3 separate regions of the Mus musculus genome follow, and all the other regions are linked to region 3. The links are chromatin contacts, called in public HiChIP or PLAC-seq maps. All regions are on one chromosome and are shown on one strand. Each heading gives the region's core, a stretch centred on a gene start, on an enhancer-like site or on the middle of the called end of the contact. The rest is flanking DNA. Distances are from core to core; before and after follow the strand shown. Region 1 overlaps Gm39713 (a long non-coding RNA gene). Region 2 has its middle 10 kb from the start of Ccdc121. Region 3 overlaps Tmem63a (transmembrane protein 63a).

Evidence for each region. HiChIP or PLAC-seq counts read pairs in DNA pulled down with a chosen protein or histone mark.
Region 1: a contact with region 3 is called in an HNF4G HiChIP or PLAC-seq map of pancreatic cancer cells. The contact joins two enhancer-like sites. A contact is called at or near these places in 2 of 39 promoter capture datasets (both in the C10 cell line), 1 of 115 datasets of contacts at active chromatin or transcription factors (pancreatic cancer cells) and 1 of 9 other capture datasets (pancreatic islet).
Region 2: a contact with region 3 is called in a FOXA1 HiChIP or PLAC-seq map of pancreatic cancer cells. The contact joins two enhancer-like sites. A contact is called at or near these places in 1 of 39 promoter capture datasets (pre-B cells), 1 of 115 datasets of contacts at active chromatin or transcription factors (pancreatic cancer cells) and 1 of 9 other capture datasets (embryonic stem cells).

The regions. Positions count from the first base shown.
Region 1 is chr1:180,301,528-180,304,287 of GRCm38.p6, reverse strand. It overlaps Gm39713 (a long non-coding RNA gene), which reads left to right. Exons shown (of 4, transcript XR_865777.2): 4 at 1,034-1,086. Among named protein-coding and RNA genes, the nearest start is that of Gm39713, 6.2 kb to the left of the region's middle. Within about 2 kb of position 1,332, at least 74 of the 459 cell types and tissues checked have an H3K27ac peak or open chromatin away from gene starts, as enhancers often do. A contact at or near this core is called in pancreatic cancer cells, where this site is marked.
Region 2 is chr1:181,520,146-181,522,845 of GRCm38.p6, reverse strand. No RefSeq gene overlaps it. Among named protein-coding and RNA genes, the nearest start is that of Ccdc121, 10 kb to the right of the region's middle. Within about 2 kb of position 1,300, at least 47 of the 459 cell types and tissues checked have an H3K27ac peak or open chromatin away from gene starts, as enhancers often do. A contact at or near this core is called in pancreatic cancer cells, where this site is marked.
Region 3 is chr1:180,951,319-180,954,197 of GRCm38.p6, reverse strand. Tmem63a (transmembrane protein 63a) reads right to left here. Exons shown (of 23, transcript NM_144794.2): 4 at 2,003-2,066; 5 at 1,180-1,217. Among named protein-coding and RNA genes, the nearest start is that of Tmem63a, 10 kb to the right of the region's middle. Within about 2 kb of position 1,572, at least 43 of the 459 cell types and tissues checked have an H3K27ac peak or open chromatin away from gene starts, as enhancers often do. A contact at or near this core is called in pancreatic cancer cells, where this site is marked.

The sequences.
Region 1 (2,760 bases), core at 83-2,582, 650 kb after region 3:
ACACCCAATAAGATTCTCAAGATCTAACGGGGTCAGATGAAGTCATACATCTGCCTTCACTGATGGTTTGTCTGGGGTATGGGATAAGTATCTTTTATTATTATTATTATTATTATTATTATTATTATTATTATAGCTAGAGAAGAACAGAACTTGCAAGTGGCACTTGTCTCATAGATACCTATGGGTCAGTGAGTGTGCCCACGATTCTAGATTAAAAATTTGAGCATTGTTAAGAAGTATGCATAGAAGGGGAAAGTGAATGAACGGACACTCAACAACAGGAAAGGAAAGTTGTTTGGTGTGATGTATAGGGAAGAGAACTGTGACGTAAGCAGCTAATAGACCATCTCATTTAATTAGCACCATCTAGTCTCACTGATTCTCAACCACATTTCCTCCGTGCTTCCCCATCAACTAAGAGTGCTCAGAGCACAGGGTTTTCCAGAGGCCAAAATGTCTCATTTGCATCAGTGACAGGGTAGTCTCTCATCTATGAGTCAGACTAACATTAATTAACCTATTGAAAACAGGGTGTTCTGATAGAGTGTGAAATCAGATTACAAAGCCGGTACTACCCGTAGTGACTGAATCTAACCCGTGGTGCCTCTGCCTGGTTAGCTGTGACCCTAAGGGGTCACTTGCTGGCTTGCCAGCCAGTCTCCCCCAAAGGCCCCCTCCCTGCACTGCTGTGTTCCACTGGCCACCCCTTTCCTCTGTGTTCTTCATCTGGCTTTGCAAGTAAGGAAGCTGAGGTTCAGAGGGGACAGTGATCCTTGGGGTACACAAAGAGCTGGTTAGTTTAGCCCATCCTTATGTGACTACAAAGCCCCCCCCCATCATCCGTGGACCTCTCTCTACATTAACACCGTGTACCTGGATAAACTCCCAGCCCCCAGAAGCCCCTTCTTATCAACAGAAGTGTCATTTAATGAGCATTTGTGCTTAGGCACACAGGGACAGACTCAGGGTGGCATCAATGGCTTCCACCCCTTCACTTTGTCATTTGATTCTTTTGTCCCCTTGTTCCCAGGCTCCGGGTGTCCTTATATCCTTCATGTGTCCAGTACAATAGGGGAGCTATGAATCAGCAGAGATGTATCCTTTTTCAAAGCCAAATAAGGGACTGAGCCCTAAAACCAGCAATAAACCCAACAAGGTTTTATTAATTCAAACAGAGTGTAATCTGTAGTTGGAGGGTGTCTAGGGCCACATCAGCCTGTATGACTCTCAAAGGAAAAGGAAGGGAAAGCAGGGCTGCCCACCTCTGTTTATAGGGAACAATTGTTCTCCAGGTCCAAACCACATGTCCATAATAGGGAAGAAGAACGCCGCCCTATCAGGGAGTTTTTATTCTTAGGGCCGGAAAAGAGCGAAGGCTGCTTCTCTGGCCTGCAGTGTGTCAGCCTTGAACTTCCCATTCCCCCTCATCTCCTTAGCCCTGCCCCCCACCCCCAGCTCCTCAGCTTTGGCCTTGGCTTGCATAAAAATGTATTTCCCATCTTGACGCTGTTGTGATAAGCCACCACCTTTCATATGGATGAGATGAACAGGAAACCACAGAGCATGCAGTCAAAAGTCCTCGCTGTCCAGTGAAGTCAGGAGCTGCCTTTGTGAGACTTGAAGGGACGCCTTGAAGGGGCTCTGATCTCTAGGGCTGGTCTCTAGAGTCGCTGGAACCATAGGCACGACAGAGAGATGTGGCTGTGTCATTTCTGGGTGTGAAGAAAGTAAGAAGGAAGTCCTCTTGTTCCCCTGGAGCAGGGACAGCAGTGATACTCCGATACTCCGGTCTTGGTGGCTGCCCTTTGGGAGACGATTTGCTGCAGTTTTCACAGCAGGGAACCTTTGCCCAGGATTTGGGTGTGACTAGAACAGCATTCATGTTACATTCCTCTTGGGAAAGCTTGTCCTTAGAGCACAAGGCTGTGCTGCCTGCCTCCCCCATCAAACATTCCCTGTCTACCCCATCATGCCCACCATGGCCAGGAAAGCCACCTTGCAGGCCACAGGATCCACAGAGAAAAAATTTTGAATGTCTCATCAAAGACTTTGTAGAGTAGTCCCTGCAGACCAGGCTGGTTCCTGTGGACCAGCAGCCGTTTACCACACAGTCCGTCTTTCGTCAATGACTGTGTAAAGAGGCAGGGCTAGATTTGTAGACCGGGTGGTGTGTGCTTTCAGACTCTTCCCGTCTCCTGTGCAAAATGTGTGACTCCTTTCCACCGACATTTGGGACAATTCTGAGACATGGGTCTGTCTCCTGTCCTAATTGTCTATATAGCTTGTTTTTCCGGCCTGAGGATTGGACCTAGGGCTTGATACATGCAAGGGAGGTCTCTAGCATTGAGCTACAGCCCCACTGATTGTCTTATATATAAGACTGAAAGGCAAAGGTGGAAGGGAATCTTTCTGTTTTTGGAATAGGGCCTTACTAGGTAGTCCTGACTGATCTGGAACTCGCTATGTAGACCAGGCTGACCTTGAACTTGAGGGTGATCTTCCTGCCTCTTAAGTGCTGGGATTATAGGTTACAGCCCTATATACCTGACTCTGTGGAGTGTAATTATAACCAGCCTTTCTTAGTTATAACATTTATAGTGTAGAGCACTTGAAGGCATTACATAGTCTCTAGTGTAGCCTAATAGTGTAAGTTCAGATGAGACTTTGTCAATAAACGTCTAGATCTTTGCATATGTCCTTTACAGAGTTCTTACTAAAAGTACAGGGCTCAACCCGAACATGCATCAGGCTTAGCTG
Region 2 (2,700 bases), core at 51-2,550, 570 kb before region 3:
GATTAAACAAGGGCGGAAGTCTAAGTGGAGGGCACATGAGAGAATTCTTTGTGCCATGTGACTGAAGCCTGAAATTATTTTAAAAAGAAACATTATTAGTGGCTCACATTAACAATGAAGGCGCCTTAAAAATTATTTTTTTTCCATTCAAACTGTTGCAATGAAGTCTCTAAACTGACAAACATCACGGGGGCTTTAGAATTAGGGTATAATGTGCTTCACTCTGCACCATTTTGACATCCTAAAAAATCCTTGATAATAAACCATAAAATTCTCCTGTCAGTCAAAGGATCATGGAGACTCGCTGCTGAAAGGGACTCAGAACAATAGGTGTAGCTTCTCTTTTTCTGGAATACCTTCCAGACTCTCATTTACAAATAATTGACACCAACTACAGCTTAAACAACAACAACAACAGAGGTTATAGTGCCCAGCAAACACCTAGCCGCCTATCACAGACGGCAGGCAGGAAGGGACACAATAAGACTTCATAGCATCACCCACCACCTGAACCCAGCCCTGCCACCATGCTGTGACCCAGGGAGCTGTGCGATCTGTCTCTGAGACCTTGTGTCCTGGGGTCTTGTTTGTTCCTCTCAGATCCTGGGGCTCTGCTCCCCAGGGCTGTCTCGCTCAGAGACTGATGGGAAGTTGTTTATTCTTGTGCCTTAAATTTACACAAGGCAGCAGCTACCTGGCCAACATGGCTCAGGTGGCTAGCTCAGGTCCAATAAACTCTTTTTGTTCTCCAAACTGGACCCTCTCTGCAGACAGATTAAGTGCAATTTCTGCGCATAATCGCCAAGGGGCTTGAGAGTCTAAAGCGTAAACATAAGCTATGAACCCCAGGGTGAAGACTCTGGTTAAGGGAAATTAGTTTGGTTGTTGCTGCTTGCTAGCTCCACCTCTCTCCACCCCTCTTAAGGAAGGCACAGGGAAGTGAGTCATGAGGCTCTGTACAATGTCTACCTGTGTTCATATCCCACTGGCACGCCTTACACCCTGACTGTAGCAGAATGCTCCTCGGATACAGGCAAAGCAACAGCAATTACGCTTTGTGTTTGATTTCCAATTGACGGCAGCAGCCACGTCTCTTCATTAACCATGCCTGCACACCCCTCAAAGCACGGTGCCCACCTGCAGTGGCAGCCAACAGTGTCTCCATGAATTGTTAAACTGTATCAATTGCTGCTGCTGCCTCCGCACTTGCCACCCACGTCATCCTCTTAAGCCTAGTGCAGATTCTAATCTCTCTTTCCTCCTGGATGCTTTGACATCAAAACCAAAACAACTTCTCAGCCTCTCTTTTCCAAGTCTCAAATAACCTTCTCCCACACCACCCTGAGCTGCATGCTTTGGTCAGGATTCTGAGTCACTAAAGCAAATAAGAAACAGAAATAGAACTCCAATTGACTTGAAAGAGAGAGACTTGCTAGCATATTGCCAAAGTATTAGCTTACAAATCTGAAACCGTCCCAAGGAACAGACCTGATGTTAGATAAGACTACACTCAGGGACTCAAACTAGGGCATCCAGACCAAACCCACAGCCAGCTCTCTTCTCTTCAATCCATGCCTTATTCAGACAGAACTGATCAACAGTGTGTTGACCTCCTGCCTCATCTGGTCCATATCCACCCTTTAGCATCCCTATCAGAGGCATCACCTCTCTGTTCTGATGGTTCGAGAAATGGAAGTCTCATATGCAGCCCAGAGCCAATCACCGTGGCTGGAGAGAGTAAGGGTACTCACTGGTCAGGCAGAGGTCACATGGGCACCTGGAAACAACTTCCTATCCTTGGAAGCGCCATCCATCCAACTAGAACTATGTGGGACGAGAGGTGGCTCCTCAGCAGAGCACCAGACCTCCTGGCCAGAGCGGGAGATAAGAGTATACGCTGAAGAGCAGGGTATATACTCTTATCTCAGTTTCTACTGCTATTTTCTTTTCCTCCATTTTCTTCCTGGAATTGTAGTTTTGTGATAGCTTTTGACACCCCAAAGCAGAGACAGCGACATTGGATCCCAGTACAGACCTTCTTCCAGCATTAGCCCTACTTTGTGTCAAGCATGTCTCAGAGGGATGATGCTAGAGTGGGAGTCCATCTTAACAATATAGGCGCCCATGGCACAGACAAGAACACAGATGGATTTGCCACTTTCATGTTACTGTTAGTGGGTTAATACCATCATGTTAGTGTTAGTAGGTTAATGCTATCATGTTACTGTTAGTGGGTTTGATTTATTACTTTGAAAGATAGCCCCGCCTACTATAAGTGGGCTTTATAGTTTGTGACTCAGGAAACAAGACCATCTGCTCATAATTAAAGATAATTAGAAGGAGTAGGAAAGTAAACTAGGATTTTTTTCTAGAATCTCACAAAAGAGATTCTCACATTCTACTCTTTTTTTTTTCCTCCTCAAACATCAGCCAATGATGTTGAGTTGAATCACTCCTTCTGAAAGCCTTAAAGGAAAATAACTCAACTTCCTTTCCCAACTCTATTAAATGCTATCACTCGCTCTGCCTGCTTATAATAGTATCCATTGAGCAAATGAGATAATGTGTGTCATGCCCTTTAAAAATTACAACTCAAAAGCAAGCGATAGGATTATTAAACAACAATTAAAGCCATTTACCAAGCAACCCAACAACTATTTATAAAATACACACTGTTTTCAAGCATCAGGGCATTTGCAA
Region 3 (2,879 bases), core at 323-2,822:
CAACAACCAGATTTCCTTTTCACAGAGGGAGGAGGGTGAGGGGTTCCACCTACTCCTATTGTGCACACAGAGGGGTTCCAAGGCTCCTGCTCCAGAGACCAGGTAAGCCTTGTGTAGTAAAGCCAGTGACCAGGGAAGCCCTATGTGGTAAAGGCAGAAAAGCAAGCAGAGAAGCATGAAAACAAAAGTGAATTTGCACAGCCCAGCCCTGGTGTGCCCAGCACTGGTGTGTCACACAGTACCCCAATAGGTTCAGAACTGACTGTCCACTTCCCACCTCAAACAGCCAGCAGAGCTCCGGGATGCAATGAGTTAAAGCACATCCGACTCCCAAGGGTGCTCACGGACAAGGCAGCGAGCATCATGCTTGCTCAGTGATTCATTTCAGGATGCACTGTGAGGCTAACATCTTTCCACTTCCAAGCAAGCCAGGCTCACGCCCACCTGCTTCCTCGGCTTCAGGAAGTTCCCTGGCTTCTCCGTGTGACCCTGCCTCCCACCAGCAATCTCGGGGACAACTCCCACCAAACTCCCACACAAATCAGGTGGAGAAACTGAGGCCCTGAGAGAGGAACTGAGAATCCCCAAGCCCATTTCACTAACTCTACAATGGCCTTTTCTTTTATAATATTATATAATCTAATTAGAGTTTTGTTGTTTTGTTTTGGAGGGGCGTTTGTTTTGTTTTGCTTTAGACAGGAATTGTTCTATTTGATATGTCACATTGGTTAGATAGGGATAGGAACTCTGCTAGACGGGTTTATATGCATCAGAACGAGTAAGTGGGGAAATTAAATTCGTTTAACTAAGGCCTGGGGATCTAGCCTACTGTACCTCCTATGCAGGAAGCCCTGGGTTCAATCCCATACTCGGACAGCCACCTTGATTGGATTCAAATGTTTATCACTAGATTCAAGAACCTTTGAAATCCAACTGCAGTTTGGGGATGTCTGAGCCCCCGTAGGACTGTATACGCAGAAGGCCTCCTTCTTTCCCTGGGCCCTGACTACAGAGACTTCCCAGTCATCTTTGTTCTAGACCTTATACACCGTTTAGGTCCTCAACCGGAAAAGTATGAGAGATACCACTTCAGAATCTAACATCTCAGCTACTTCCTCCTGAATGGCAAAGCCCTCACACGAAGCCACATGCTCCAACAGACACCCCCATCTTACTCACTGCAGGCGGAAGATGGCCGTCAGCCAAGGACAGCATCCCTGGAGACAGAGAACAGGTATTAGCATCCAGCACCCATGTCTTTGGGAGGCAGATACAATCACATCTTTGAGATCAAATCACCATTCCTCTTGGATCTGTGTAGAACAGGATTTTCCTTCACACATTTGGTGAGTTGACCCCCCCTAACTCTTATTCTTTGCAAGGCACAACCCCGTGGCAGGTGGGGTTTTAAAAAAAAGACACAACAGGAACCAGTCTAATGCATTAGAAAGCACCCAGCATAGGCCTTAGGGAGGGAAAGAAATGTGTGTAGGTTCCATGACCTCTCAGGTCCTACTGCTCCATAAAGCTAGCCTGTTACCAGTTGGGAAAGACAAATATTTGCTCATCACTCAGTCAACAGCTGACTAAGTACCTACCAGATATCTAGTGCTGGGGACAAGGCTATATGAGGCAGGATCCCTGCCCACATTTGGCTCAAAATCTAGCAGACACGTCAATAATTAACTCTTGTACAAGAACCATAACAGTAAGAGACAAGTTGCTGCCAAAGCCCAGGAGATCCACAGCCTGTTCTGCCTGGAAAGTCAATGGAGCCTTGCAGGGAGGGATCATTTAACCACTGTCTCCTTCTAGACACTTCCAAGTCCTCATGTTTCCATTCATATGGAGGGGAGCTTTCCCCAGAGCTGACCTCTCACAGATCACAGTGCTGTTAGTCACTAAACCAGGAGTGCAACCGCCTAGACCTCAATCAATCATTGCTACCAAGCTGCACCCTCGGCCCTTCGCGTCACAAAACCACCATCCATTGGATACCAACCAGCTCGTTTTCAAAGTCTTGTTGCCCTGAGGAGGAAGAGGACAGTCTCTGGAACCTGGCCTCACTGTAGGCACAAAAGGAAAAAAAAAAAAAAAAGATAAATAATTCTGAAATTAAAAAGGGTTGAATATACATGTCCAGTATTTGATCAAAGCTATTGACTCTCAGTTGTGGCAGCAAATATACACTACTTCAAAAAACATATGGAAGCACTGCCCATAAGCCCATATGGCATAAAACTCTGTGTTGTATGGGGCACTGCCCATAAGCCCATATGGCATAAAACTCTGTGTTGTATGGGCTATGCACAGAGGGACCATAGCTATGTGCACACCCCAGGGCCAGGGTATCAAGGGACCATAGCTATGTGCACACCTTCCAACCTCAGCACTAAACTGGTCCACCTACAGGAACTTCAGAGTGTTTACACCTGTTTATAGTACATTTCCTAGTACATCCAAATCAATGCGTAATGCTGCATTTTATCCTACCACAGTGACTGGAATGAAAGGTTATAGGGGCTTCATTCCAGAGAAACAGCCTGAGAAATAGTGGACACAGGGACACGAGGGAGCAGGGGGACAAGTCACCCATGCCCCCCCACGAAGTTGTTAAGGAAAAATACTTGCAAGCCTCATTATTGGAATGAACCCCCCTCAAAACACTTACATATGGGGCTGGAGAGAAGGCTCTGTGGTTGAGTACTGGCTGCTTTTCCAAAGGACCTGGGTTCAATTCCCAGCACCCACATGGTGACTCACAACCATCCGTAACTTCAGTTCCAGAGGACCCGACACCCTCTTGTGGCCTCTGCCAGCACCAAGCACGCATGTGGTACAGACATGCATGCATGCAAAACACCCATACATATAAAATA